Linked DNA regions of Sus scrofa: region 1 is linked to region 2. A link is a contact called in public HiChIP or PLAC-seq data. All regions are on one chromosome and are shown on one strand. The core of a region is the stretch at or near the end of the contact, and the rest is flanking DNA. Distances in the headings are between cores, read along the strand shown. Region 1 overlaps LOC102161380 (a long non-coding RNA gene). Region 2 has its middle 75 kb from the start of ARHGAP29.

Region 1 (6,413 bases), core at 3,734-6,233, 55 kb before region 2:
GTGGAATGGCAAACAGGTATCAAGACAGTCAGTTGCCTTGCTTAGGAATTAGCCTGGTATCAAGACAGACAGTTGCCTTGCTTAGGAATTAGCCTGAACTGGGCTGCAAGGTGAAACACACTTTAGATTTGTCCTGTGAATAGATAAAGAAAATCCTCTTAGAATGAACAATATCAAGCTGACTGCTAGTGTCTTCCTTCTGAGTAATAACTAAGAACCAAGAAAAACAGCTCCATTCTGGAAAAGTTATTAAAAGACAAAATAGGCGTTCCTGTCGTGGCTCAGTGGTTAACGAATCCGACTAGGAACCATGAGGTTGAGGGTTCGATCCCTGGCCTTGCTCAGTGAGTTAAGGATCCGGCGTTGCCATGAGCTGTGGTGTAGGTTGCAGACGTGGCTCGGATCCCGTGTTGCTGTGGCTCTGGCGTAGGCCGCTGGCTACAGCTCCGATTCGACCCCTAGCCTGGGAACCTCCATATGCCATGGGAGCGGCCCAAGAAATGGCAAAAAGACAAAATAAGCTTACAAGAAAGCAGAATCTAAGGAAATGAATGGACTAGTAGACAAGAAGTCTTGATATAAACCTTGGAGTTCCTTAGGGACTAAAACATTGGAAAAATAGCACATGGGTCAAGGGACAGGGGATTTTAGGAGAACTGGTATTTCCACAGAGACATGTTTCACAGAGGACATCAACAAGTCAGGGTAAGGGAGCTGCCAATGCCAGTGGCGATGTTGTATTTATGAAGCAGTGATTGAAGTGCAAGGAAAATGGAAGGGGCTTTTCGTAGTTCTGCAGGTAAATAGGTGGCTTTGGTGGTGGGGTGGGGCAGGACTGTGGGGAGGAGGAAAAGGTAAAGGAAATAGAGATTACGGGGAAATTTCCTTGAGAACAAAGCAGATCACTGACTTATCAAAGTGTTGGGGGCTGAATTTTGTGCCCTCAAAATTTATATGTTGAAGTCCCAACCTCCAGTACCTCAGAATGTGACTGTATTTGGAGAGAGGGTCTTTCGAGGGGTATTTAAGTCCAAATGAGGCCGTTCGTGTAGGCTCTAATCCAGTATGACCGGAATCCTTATAAGAAGAGAAGATTAGGACATAGACACTCTCAGACCATGTGAAGACAGGGAGACCAGGTCTAGACCATGCAAAGTCACAGAAAAGACAGCCGTCTACATGATGCCTAAGAAGAAACCAACCGGAGTGTCCGTCATGGCGCCGTGGAAACGAATCTGACTTGGAACCATGAGGTTTTGGGTTCGATCGCTGGCCTCGCTCAGTGGGTCCAGAATCCCGCGTTGCCATGAGTTGTGGTGTACGTCGCAGATGTGGCTTGGATCTGGTGTTGCTGTGGCTGTGATGTAGGCCGGCAGCTATAGCTCTGATTAGACCCCTAGCCTAGGAACCTCCGTATGCTACGGGTGCAGCCCTAAAAAGGACAAAAGACAAAAAACCAAAAAAGCAAAACAAAAAAAGAAGAAACCAACCATGATCTCAGACTTTTAGCTTTCAGAATTGTGAGAAAATACATTTCTATTAAGCCCCCCAGTCTGTAGAACTTTGTGATGGCAGCCATAACAACCTAGCCCGTAAGACAATACCATTTAGGTCCTAGGAATCAAATAATAATGGATTCACTATTATTAGAACCATTAATGGGTTCTAGTTGGACCTGAGACCATTGCCTTCCCCTACCCCATAGAAATATTAAGTCCCAGTGTGGCTGAAAGTTGCCATTATCCATTTAAGTGGGCCATTTCTTCTTTATAATACTCACGAGTTACAGTGAGTCAATGCCACTCCTACTCTGGGGTGTAGGCCAGGATGCAGCATCACATCCATTGTAATATTATCATTAAAATCAGAAGGCAGGATGTTTACAAGCCTGGTGTTCTGTGAGTATTTTCAGTGGGAGGAGGCCGACTGGTTTCTGCCCAGAGTGGAAGGATGCCCTGGCGTCTTCATTTGTATCCAGTAGAGAAAGGCTTGAGAGTGGCAATTTTAAGGATACTGCTTCTTAAAATAGTAAGTCAGTCTAGTTGCCAGTAGTATTGGTGGCTAGCTAATAATAGTAATTCCATCACTGTGCGTGGTTATTCATAAGAGCTTGATAAGCATTCATTTACTTTTCTATTATTTTTGGTTCTTTAGCATTTCATAGTATACAAAACAACATTATCTCAATTTATCTTCAAAAATGCCTGTGAAAAATGAATTATTGTCATCATTCTCATTCAGATTTCTGATAAGAAAGCTGTATCTTAATGAGAGTAAGCTATTTACCCAAAATTCAACAGAGATTGAACTCAAGCGAGGTCACCTGTCTCAAGTAGGACTCTTTCCAATACACCCACCAGCTCTAAATAGTCCTATCCCACACTCATTTTCAAATAATCCACTTTGATCAACAAGCAGCATTTTCTGTATTCATCAAGTATTCTAGGTAATAAAAGACTTCAATATTTATTCCAAAAAAATTTTTAATCAAAGTATAGTTGATCTACGATGTTGTGCCAGTTTCTTCTACACAGTAGGATCTCGTTGCTTTTCCATTCTAAATGTAATAGTTTGCATCTACTAACCTCAAACTCCTCATCCATCCCACTCCCTCCCCCTCCCCCTTGGCAACCACAAGTCTCTCCTCTATGTCCATGAGTCTGCTTCTGTAAAACACTTCAATATTTATTATACAGGTTATACCTCTCCCACAAATGCTGTATGAATAAACATTTTGCCAATGCAAATGGGCAGAAGAGGAAACTGGCCTCAAAATCTCAGTAAGTTACTTCTTCCACCACTGGCCTTGCTTCAGAATTCCTAAAGAATGAGTATTTTTTAAAAAAGAATTTTTAGAAGATACTTTTCCTTACATGAATAAAGAGTTCCAACTACGAACACCCAGGATAGTAGATTCGGATCCAGTACTCATCTTTAGTTATTCTATAATATACTTATTTTATAATACATATGTTTTATTGGGGGGTATTTATGTGTGTAGGGTAGGGAGGCAACAACATTATTTCTATGGAATTTGCCTTTGGATTCTTTATGCTAGACTTTCTGGCAAACTTTTAAAATACAGTCTATTCGTGCAATGGGAACTCCTTGAAAATTAAGAATCTTCAGAGAATTTGTTTAATATTCCTCTCAAATCAATCCTTGTATGATTCAGAATGCATTTCAAGAATCTTGTAATGTCTACAGATAATTATTGTGACACATGTGGCATAGCCCAATGATAAATGCTCTACAGATGCAGAGAAGGATGAATTAACAAGACACCGAATGGTGATCAAGTGTTACTGACATTACATAGGTGTCACTATGCTATTGGCAATTCTGTCAGAATCTGTGATAGCACCTGAATGAAGTCCAGTGTATGCACTGATCCATGACTCACTCACCCCACACTCGTTCCCTCTTGGAGAAGGAAGATGATAGAAGCCCAGATCAGAGGTGTACGATGCTGGTGATGGAGGACTAATTTCTAGGTGTAATATACAAAAGTGTTAAAAGAGAAGTTGAAATCTCAAAACCCTAGAGGTAGGGGCAAACTGAGAGAGTCAGACCCTGTGCGGGAGGCATTTATTCTTACTTGGCACAGATCAGTGAGGTCATGGGCAGGTGACCAACTACGTACCCTGATTTGCCTCAGGCAGATTCTGTTAATGCCTGCTGTTCAGGCATAATTATTAATAGAGTCTCTTCTCACTGTCAAAGTGTGCCCATTTGTATGATGCAATATATGGGCACCCTAGCCATTGGAAAATTTAGGTATTATAGTGCTGGTCTTTTGATTTTTCAGGCCAGAAATTTGGGGGTTAAAGGACATCTTTGGATTTTTTTTTTTTTTAATGTAGCCAGCAAATTCCAATTTTTAAAAATTTTGTCCAGGCCAAGAAAAACTCATAGGGAGCAGGATCTGGTCTAGGTGCTGCTGGTTTTCAACCTCTAGGTCAAAACTTCCAGCTGAAATGAGAGTGCTCTTTGATTTGTCTTTTTGGAGAACTTTTCTCTTTTGTAGCTGGTGACAGAGGGTCTGAGGGTGCCTCTCACATGAGAGGGCCTTCTTGCTCTAGGAAGTTCCAGCAGAAATGAGTGTGGGGCAGGAGATATGATATGAGCTTCTTAAACCAGTTCTTCTAGCCCTTAGTAATGTTTAGAGCTAGTGCTCACTTCCCATGTGCTGCATGCATTACCTAGCTGATCTCATTTACTCCCCACAACAGCTCTGTGAGGAAGATATTTCTATCTCCATGGTTCTGATGAGGAATCTAAGACTTAAGTGACTAATAAGTTTGAACAAGATCACCCAGCTAGTCAGTGGCAAAAACCAGGATCTGAAATCATGACATACTTAACTCCAAAGCCCATGCCTTTATCCTCTATCTACTGCTTCCCAAGGTGGAGAGATCAACTTTCTCTTCCCATTTTTCATTTGCCTACGTGCTTTTGGATCTCTTGTCACTATGGAAAATTATAGTCTTGACCCTGTGTCTGCAAGAAGACATTTTCTTGCCTTTATTTGGGACTCTAGGCCAGAGGTCCAGTGGTTCGGTCTAAATCTTTAGGAATGGGGACCCCATGGGAATTTAGAGCCAAAGTCCCACTTAGTCATAAGTAGTGTTCATTTACCAGGTGTCTTGTCTACTCAGAGCCTTTGCAAAGCTATAGTGATGCTAGGTAGCTGGTCAGAGATTAAAGGTTTCATAACCCCAGGCATCTCTATAACCCATATCCATTCTAGAGATACAAGTAACAAATAGACCTCATCTAACGGGGTCAAAGAAAAGCATAGGATTTTCTTTCCATTATTAACTTGACCAAAGATTGGGGGAATGTTTAACATGTTGTATTGGGTTGAATAATGTCCCTCTCCCTCCCCCCAGCAAATTCACTTCTGCCTGGAACTTGAGAATGTGACCTTATTTGGAAATAAGGTCTTTGCAGGTGTAAATAGTTTAGATGAGATCATACTAAATAGTTTGGATGAGGATCTAGTCTGCTGACTGGAATCCTTACAAGAAGAGGAAGAACAATGGAGACCTATGCAGAGGGAAGGTGGCCACATAAAGATAAGTAGAAATCAGAGCAAAGCAGCTATAAGCCAAGGACCAGCAAGGGCTTCAGACAAAAATCATGAGAAACTGGAGGAGGCTAAGAAGGCTTATCCTCTAGAGACTTCAGAGGGAGCGTAGTCCCACCAATGCCTTGATTTTAAACTTTTGCCTCCAGAACTGTGAGAGAGTAAATTTCTATTGTTTTCAGCCATCCAAGTATATAGTAATTTGTTATAGCAGCCACAGGAAGCTAATACGCTCACATAAAGAAAAAAAATTAAATACCGTAATGCCCTTTTAGGATGCAACAAAGGAATCTGTGTTGAATATTTAAATTCTGAGTTCACAAGTCAAAAGTTCAAGAGGTATTTCCTAACCCACTATTAGTTAAAGAACAAACACTCCAGGGAGGAAAAGTTCCCTCCCTATGTAATGCGAAAGCATCTGTGGAATTTCTACAGAGGCATCCAGTATGCTGATTCAATAGGGCTCCATTCTGAGCTAATCCTGACCCAGAGAAGGAATGAGAGGGAATCCCTCCACCAGTCCACCACCGCTAGTCATACTGTCCTAAGCTGGGAATCTGATATGGCTGGGGTGAGTCATTGGTACCGGAGAACACATGAGCTCTTTTCCCATTCTCCACCACATGTACCCTGTTTATCTGACAGGTGTCTGACTCCCTTTCTCTTCTTCGTCAGCTTCTAATTCTCCAAGGGCAAATCCCTGGCTTACTCTCACCTCGGGCTGGGGACAGCCGCAGATTGAGTGGACTCTCTGCATCGGGTGGAAATCTCTTATACTCTCAATTCCTGAAATACTCATTGCCTTTTCTGAGGAAAGCCAGTCACAGCTCCTGCATCCTCACCTCAGCTGATTCAGCCAAATTTGCATGCCTCATCCAAGGCCAGCCCATCCATAGGCCTGTCAGAGTCCTGTGAAGCAGTCTGGCCAGCGAGAGCTGCTCAGTGATGAAGGAGACACGCATCCACACCAAGGAGACCTTCTATGATGGAGAGTTTAAATAGGAGGCCTTTGGAGAGCCCCTGCTGTTGGTAGAATGGCCAGAAGTTGAAAAGACACACACAGAAAAACAGACATGAGGGGGCAGATGCTATCAGTGAGCAGAAGCCAAGAGATGAAAAGAAGAAAACAAGTTGGAACTTAAGTGGCAGAAACAATAAAAGCAAAGACTTTTACTTCATCATTGTAAAAACCGCAGAGCATTGGCGTCAGGCTGATGGGTGCCTGAGGACCCCAGGATAACCCAGGCTGCAATGTCGTCTAAAGCAGCTTCTAGTTTTTAAAGGACGGTCTTTGGAGCACAACTGTGCAGCTGTTGAGAGTGTT
Region 2 (6,210 bases), core at 1,553-4,052:
TTTAAAAGGACAGAAGCTCCACATCTTCCTGGCCAAGCCTGGTTTTGGGGTTCATGTGGCCCAATGCAGAAAAGTGTCTTTCTGATTTAAAATATCCTTTTCACTCAGCATCTGGAGCTATTTAATGGGATAAGGTCACATTCATGCTTAAAACATTCACTGCCTTTCAATTTAATTCCATTCAACAGCTGTTGACTGAGTACCTGCCGAGGGCTGTTGTGAATGCTGAGAATATGTCAGTAAACGAAGCAGATAAAGATTCCTACTTTCTTCCTCTTCCTGCCTTACAGGAGAGGGTAAGGGGAGGCAAACAAGAAACCTAATACGTAAATAAGTAATGTATTATACTATATTAGAAGGGGCTGTTACAATTTAGGTGAGATGGTCAGGGCAGATCTAACTGAGAAAGTGGCTGGAGCAAAGGCTTGAAGCAGGTGAAGGGCATGGGCCAGAGGCTACCAGGGGGAAGAAGAAGTGTTGTCCCACAGTGTGGCCTCCTCAGGTACCCTCTCACCTCCTCTCACGCACCCTGGCCCTCCCTCTCTGCTCTCCAGCCACCCCGCCACCCCTTTCCTACCGCAGGGCTTCGCACATGCTATTCCATCAGCTCAGCCTCCTCCCTTCCCATCCTGGCTCCTGGGCCAGCTCCTTATCCTCCAGGTCGCATCTCAATGCCACCTCCTCAGGTAGGCTTTCTCGGTCCTCCAACCCATTGTAATTTAGGTGCCCTCTCATAATTCTTCTTACAGCTTTGTCTTCTGATGCTCACTATTGCCTGAATACATGAACAAACATAGCGGCTAAAGGGGCTGAGCTCATTGAGGACAGGGCCTCTGACTCCTTCGCTTATGCTCAGTGCCAGGCACACTGTTGAATGCATTTGACAGACTTTATCTGCATCAATAAGCATCTTTACTAAGCGTGAATACAAGGATCAAGTTACGGCTTGCTCAAATGTAAGCATCGTCTTAATAACATAAACAATATGAAAAAGGGGGTGTGAAGCATTAAATTGTGTTGTGGAGAATGAAGTTTCCCCCTGCTTCACTCTTTCAGCAGAGCAGCCTTCCCTCTAGATGAAGGAGGCCTCCAGATGGAACCTGCCAGGACCGTTTTCCATCCCGGGAAGGGCCGGATGGGATCCTGCTCGCTTCTTGGGAGTTCCGGTTTTCTCAGTAAGAGCATCCTACCCGACAGAGAGTTTTTGATTCTTCCTCGTCTTTGAGTCTGAGATCAACGTGCCCTTCAGTTTCCTCTGTGCCTCAGTCGAATTAATTTAAAAGAGCTGTCCTATCTCCAAGTCTTAATTATAGGGGCAATTAAAACATTTAAAAATGTTCTCCCATAATCATTCATACTTTTGGATGTATCTCCAAGGGTGTTTTCTTGTGGATGTTTGCTCCGGAAATGCCATAAGAATGATGACGGTATCTGTTGAATCCCTGCCTCGTTTTGAAATACATTTGAGGTGACTTATATAAACCTTGCAAAAGAGATAAATCAGTGCAAAGAGAAAAAGCTAGTAAAGTGAAGCAAGAAATAAAGCCACTGCACAGAAATTCCAACCACAGGGATTCAAGCAGTTACTGTAGAGGGTCACAGATTCGGCTCTGAGCAATGAAGAAGCCGAACCGGTCAAGGATTCGAGAAGATGTTTTGTAAGATGGAGCTTGGACTGGAGCCCCGAAGTTCCCCCGTGCATCTTTGAAAGGGACACTGATGTCATAAATAACGTTTACAGGGAGTGTCTAATAACTCTTTCTTACGGTGTCGCTCGAGGAGCCTTCACTTAGGGCCTAACAGCAAAGTTCAAGATCGTACTTGAACTGAGGGAACAGAGTAATGTCGCCCAAATATGAAGTTCTTTATCTGATTTGATCCAAAGAGAAAATTTTAAATATCTAGGAAAAAAAAAAAGAGTGCTTCCTCCCATCTGTATAATTTTCTCCAATGAAACGTCAGTAAGAATCAAGCGTCAGGGAAGTCAAGGATAAATTGTTTGGCAGAGACCTAACATGTATAATCTCTGTATTTCATTTTTTCTTTTTTTAGGGCTGCACCTGCGACATATAGAGGTTCCCAGGCTAGGGGTCCAGTCAGAGCTACAGCTGCCGGCCTACACCACAGCCACAGCTACGGCAACGGGAGCTGAGCCTTGTCTGCCGCCTACACCACAGCTTATGGGCAACACTGGATCCTTAACCCTTTGAGCGAGGCCAGGGATCAAACCTGCATCCTCACAGATACTAGCCAGGCTCAGTACCACAGAGCCACAATGGGAACTCCTAAACTCTGTATTTCTGGTAAGATGCAAGTGTGTAACCAGGAGTGTGGTGAATGCTTATGAAAAGGCAGATCCCTAACCAGGCCAGGTGCCTGCATCGACCTACCTCTGTCAAGAGGCCAGCTAAGGCGCACCCCTGGGCGCGAGCCAGGTCTCCTTCAGAAAACAGCTCACGTTTGCTCTGACACGAAAGCAAAAGCACAGCCGGAGCCCCGTGGGACATGACCACCAAGTGACATAAATAACAACCCTCCCACAACTCGATCATATGTTCCACAGTTTAGTTTTCTATAACCCTGTTTTGCTTTATTCGTCCTCTGCCTCTCCACCCATTACAGCAGAGAGTGGAGAAGCGACTGTTAAAAACAAAATCAACCTGCAGAGAAAAAGTCATTTTGGATGAATGACTGCGGCCTGAGGCTGCTGGCTTAGTGTTTAATTTGGCTCCTTCTCCATCCAGTCCTGGGCAGGAGATGGGTCACCCCATATAGCTTCCGCCACCAGCAGGATGATTTTGTTTTTTAGAAAATATGTTCCCTCGGTAAGCTGTCCAAGTGAGTTGTGCTTAAGGTATGCGTTATTCAGAGGGAGAAAATATTTCCAGCACGGCTTGAAGTCTTTATTCCTGACAACGCACTAAGAATTCAACACAGTAATCTTATTGTTTTAGCTGTTGCTTTTACCATTACTCATGCAACACGACTGGGAAAAAAACTAGTGATGACTTTCCCCTCCTCCCCATGTTTTGTGTGTGTGCATTTTTTTTTTTTTTAAACTTTTGGTTTGGGATGAATGCACCTAACAACCCACCATCTGGTGTCCAAATATTTTTACAGACATGAGTCCAAATACCACAGAATCGTGGCCACAGCTCAGGCTATGTGGGTCTTTTTCTCAGGCAGACAGACTTTTTATTAAATGTGATTATACTTGAACCAGGAGAATCTCAGCCAGCAGATTCAGCCTTGAGATGAGAACTCACTATGTTGCCCAATATTTAAAAAAAAAAAAAAGGCAGATGGGAGAACTCCCCCTGGAGCAAATTTCGATTTTAAAAAATGAACTTTTATTTTTGTTATCATCGTCAGCAGTAGACAAATGGAATCAAAGTGACAATGCCTGCTGCATTCCTGCCCTCACCGTCACTGGGGGAAGAAGATAAGGTGCAGCCTGCTCTGTGGGAATCAAGTTTCAGTCGTCAGGTGTAATCAGAACCGTGGTCTTAAAACAAAGGCCTACACTCCGCCTCCTCCCTCAGTCAGTCCGAGGACTGATCACTCCCCTCCCGCCCCAGCCCCAACCCTGGGCACCCCGAGGAGAAAGAAGGATCAGATCTGCAAGAGCAAAAACACCCAAACCGGACAGCAGTGCCTGTACCCCATCTGTATGCCCAGGATCAGTGACCCCCCCATGTGCTGCTGGGCGCCCCACTGCTCCGATGGAATCCTGGCAGGAGGCTTTTAGAAAACAGGGCTTGTAGTTTTCCAAAATTAAGATTTCCCTCTTAACCCTCTGCAAAGAAACTTGGTTACTGGGTCTGTGCAGCGCGATGGAGTTCCTAGAACACCACCACGTCATGATGGGGGAAAGGATTCTTTTTTCCCCGAAAGAAAAGAGAGGGTGCATTTGCTCAAAAGGCCACCCAGAGTTTTCGAGCCCAGAGAAAATTAATCTGGTCAGGGACTGCGCCCCATCATTAAAATCTGTTATTGCTGGATTGCCTCACAAAACTAAAAATAAGGACAAACAACAACAATAACAACCACAAATGACTTAGGCTTGCTTGCAGCTTCCAGCTTTGCCAGTGAAACTAATTGGAAGGGTCATTAAACTGTCCCGGACCTCGGCCTGTCCCCGGTGTGTTTGGGGTAAGCCTGTCCCAGAAGGGCTGGATCTCAGTGCAGCTGCCCTGGAGGGACAGGGAGGGGTGATGCTCCCATTTCGGCGATGGGCAAACCAAGGAACAGCCAGGCCGCGGTGCCGGGGTCCCTCAAAGTCACTGGTGAGCGGCGGCAGGTCCGAAGAAGTGGAGGAAGTGTAGACGTGGGTGATAAGGCGATAACCCAAGGAAATTAAAACCTCGTCGTGTGGGAAAAGAACAATTAGCCAGGACAGAGGAGCAGGAAGGAATACAGAATGAATTACAATCGGAGGAAACGAGCCAGCAACAAAAGAGGCCTGGCGGGGTGGGGGCCTGAGGAGGCCAGCGAGGCCTTAGGAATGCTGGCTTTCCTTCGGGTTCTGTCAGGGCCTTATTGTTTGGTTGCTGTGGCTCCTAACTTAACCCCTTTTCTACCTCGAAGTGTCAAACTTGCCGGCAGCTCTCTCTTCACGCGGTTCTTTGAGATTGCTTCATGAACACTGCAAATTCCAGATGGGAAACTCTTCATGACTATCTCAGAGAAAGGGCAACAATTGAAGCTTGGATGGGTGAGCAAAGTAGTCCCACCAGAAGCCACCGGAAACATCTAGAGCACAAGTATCAGCGAGCGTAGACGGTTTAAGACCAAGAAAAAAGTGTGTGTTCATGAGATCCCCTTTTCAAAGAAAACATGTGAAAGGGTTTGCAACTAACATCAGGATGATATCAGTGTTTAAAACTAATGGGATGGAAGATTCTTTAACTAGTGGGAGGCGGTGGGGAGAAAGTACAATTGTTTTATGACAATAAGAATTTGCTTATTCTTTAAATTGGTATGTTTGCCACACATGATTATTGCCCCCCCCCAAAAAAAAGACCATGGGCCCAAAATAAAACTGTTTTTTGCGTCATTTCTAAAAGTTGATTGGCAGAAAGCTAAGAGAAAGGGCGACCCCAGTCAACCAAGATGTTAAAATCCTGGGAGAAAGGCACATAGGGATGAACGCAGCAGCTGGAGTTCTTGAGACGAGGGCAGGGAGTTGGTTAGGAAGAAGACGCGGATGCTAAATAGAATTAGAAGAACCAGCTACTATTACAAAGGGTTGATTGAGGGGGCAGAGTGGACAATAAGGCAAATTAAGGATTCTTGAAAATCCTCTGTGTCCAGGAAATGAATTAACTGCTCAAACTAATAAATAAGGAAGGATCGCATGAGAATAGCCAAAAGTTACCATGGAAAAGAACAGAAGCCTCTTGCTTTATAAAACCAGCACACTTAAAAAGAAGATTAAAAAAAATACCAGGGAGAGGCGCTTTGAAACAATACAAAGAGGATGTAAAAGTGAACGGAGAAAATCTAAAGTAGCTGGTGATGGAAGGGCAGCCTCAGAAAGAGCCACAAGAATAAAAGATTGTTTAACTGCCTTGCAGTGGTCCTGGGCGAGGGGAACATCCAGGAACTGGGGAACATTGACCTAGGTTTTACTTTAGTTTGTTTCAGTTTAGTTTTTTGTCCTGCCTTCATGAGGCCAGCAAAAATGTATCAGAAATGGAAACAGTGTCGGAAGAGTGATAAATTAAGGGCAATTAGGAATTCCCGCCAATAAATTACGATGACTCAAGAAGAGACAACCCCTGGGTGGGAGGAAAAGCTGCAGAGATTAGTGCTGCCTTAATGCAGTGTTTGGATGGCTTCTTGGAAAGACAGAACACTTGGGGAAATCAAAGCCAAGTAAGTCTAACACGTTTCTGGAAATGGAGCAGGGAGGAAGCAGAGAATTGCTAGCGTTTACCTCTCAACTCAAGAGCAGCTGAAGAATTTAAAGTGTGAAGTTATCAGGGTAAAGTTACCAAATGCCGAAATGTATCTGAGTTCAGAAAGCTAGAAAATGATCTAGTTTTAAGAAAACTTACCTCAATGAACATTCTTAGGGTTTTTTGAGACATTTATAAGAAGGCTGGTAGCTGAAGCTTGATTGGCATCTCCATCATTTTCTACAAATATTACTTGTTAACTCACGTCATGCTAGAGACTGGTAAGAAGGTTAACAGCAGATGAAGGATC

Evidence for each region. HiChIP or PLAC-seq counts read pairs in DNA pulled down with a chosen protein or histone mark.
Region 1: a contact with region 2 is called in an H3K27ac HiChIP or PLAC-seq map of skeletal muscle. The contact joins two enhancer-like sites. A contact is called at or near these places in 1 of 5 promoter capture datasets (liver), 15 of 47 Hi-C or Micro-C datasets (alveolar macrophages, embryonic fibroblasts, fetal liver and 7 more) and 1 of 2 datasets of contacts at active chromatin or transcription factors (skeletal muscle).

What each region holds. Positions count from the first base shown.
Region 1 is chr4:123,061,236-123,067,648 of Sscrofa11.1, reverse strand. It overlaps LOC102161380 (a long non-coding RNA gene), which reads left to right. Exons shown (of 4, transcript XR_303244.3): 3 at 2,697-2,780; 4 at 5,765-6,413. Among named protein-coding and RNA genes, the nearest start is that of ARHGAP29, 18 kb to the left of the region's middle. Within about 2 kb of position 4,983, at least 15 of the 83 cell types and tissues checked have an H3K27ac peak or open chromatin away from gene starts, as enhancers often do. A contact at or near this core is called in embryonic fibroblasts and skeletal muscle, where this site is marked.
Region 2 is chr4:123,004,528-123,010,737 of Sscrofa11.1, reverse strand. No RefSeq gene overlaps it. Among named protein-coding and RNA genes, the nearest start is that of ARHGAP29, 75 kb to the left of the region's middle. Within about 2 kb of position 2,802, at least 37 of the 83 cell types and tissues checked have an H3K27ac peak or open chromatin away from gene starts, as enhancers often do. A contact at or near this core is called in embryonic fibroblasts and skeletal muscle, where this site is marked.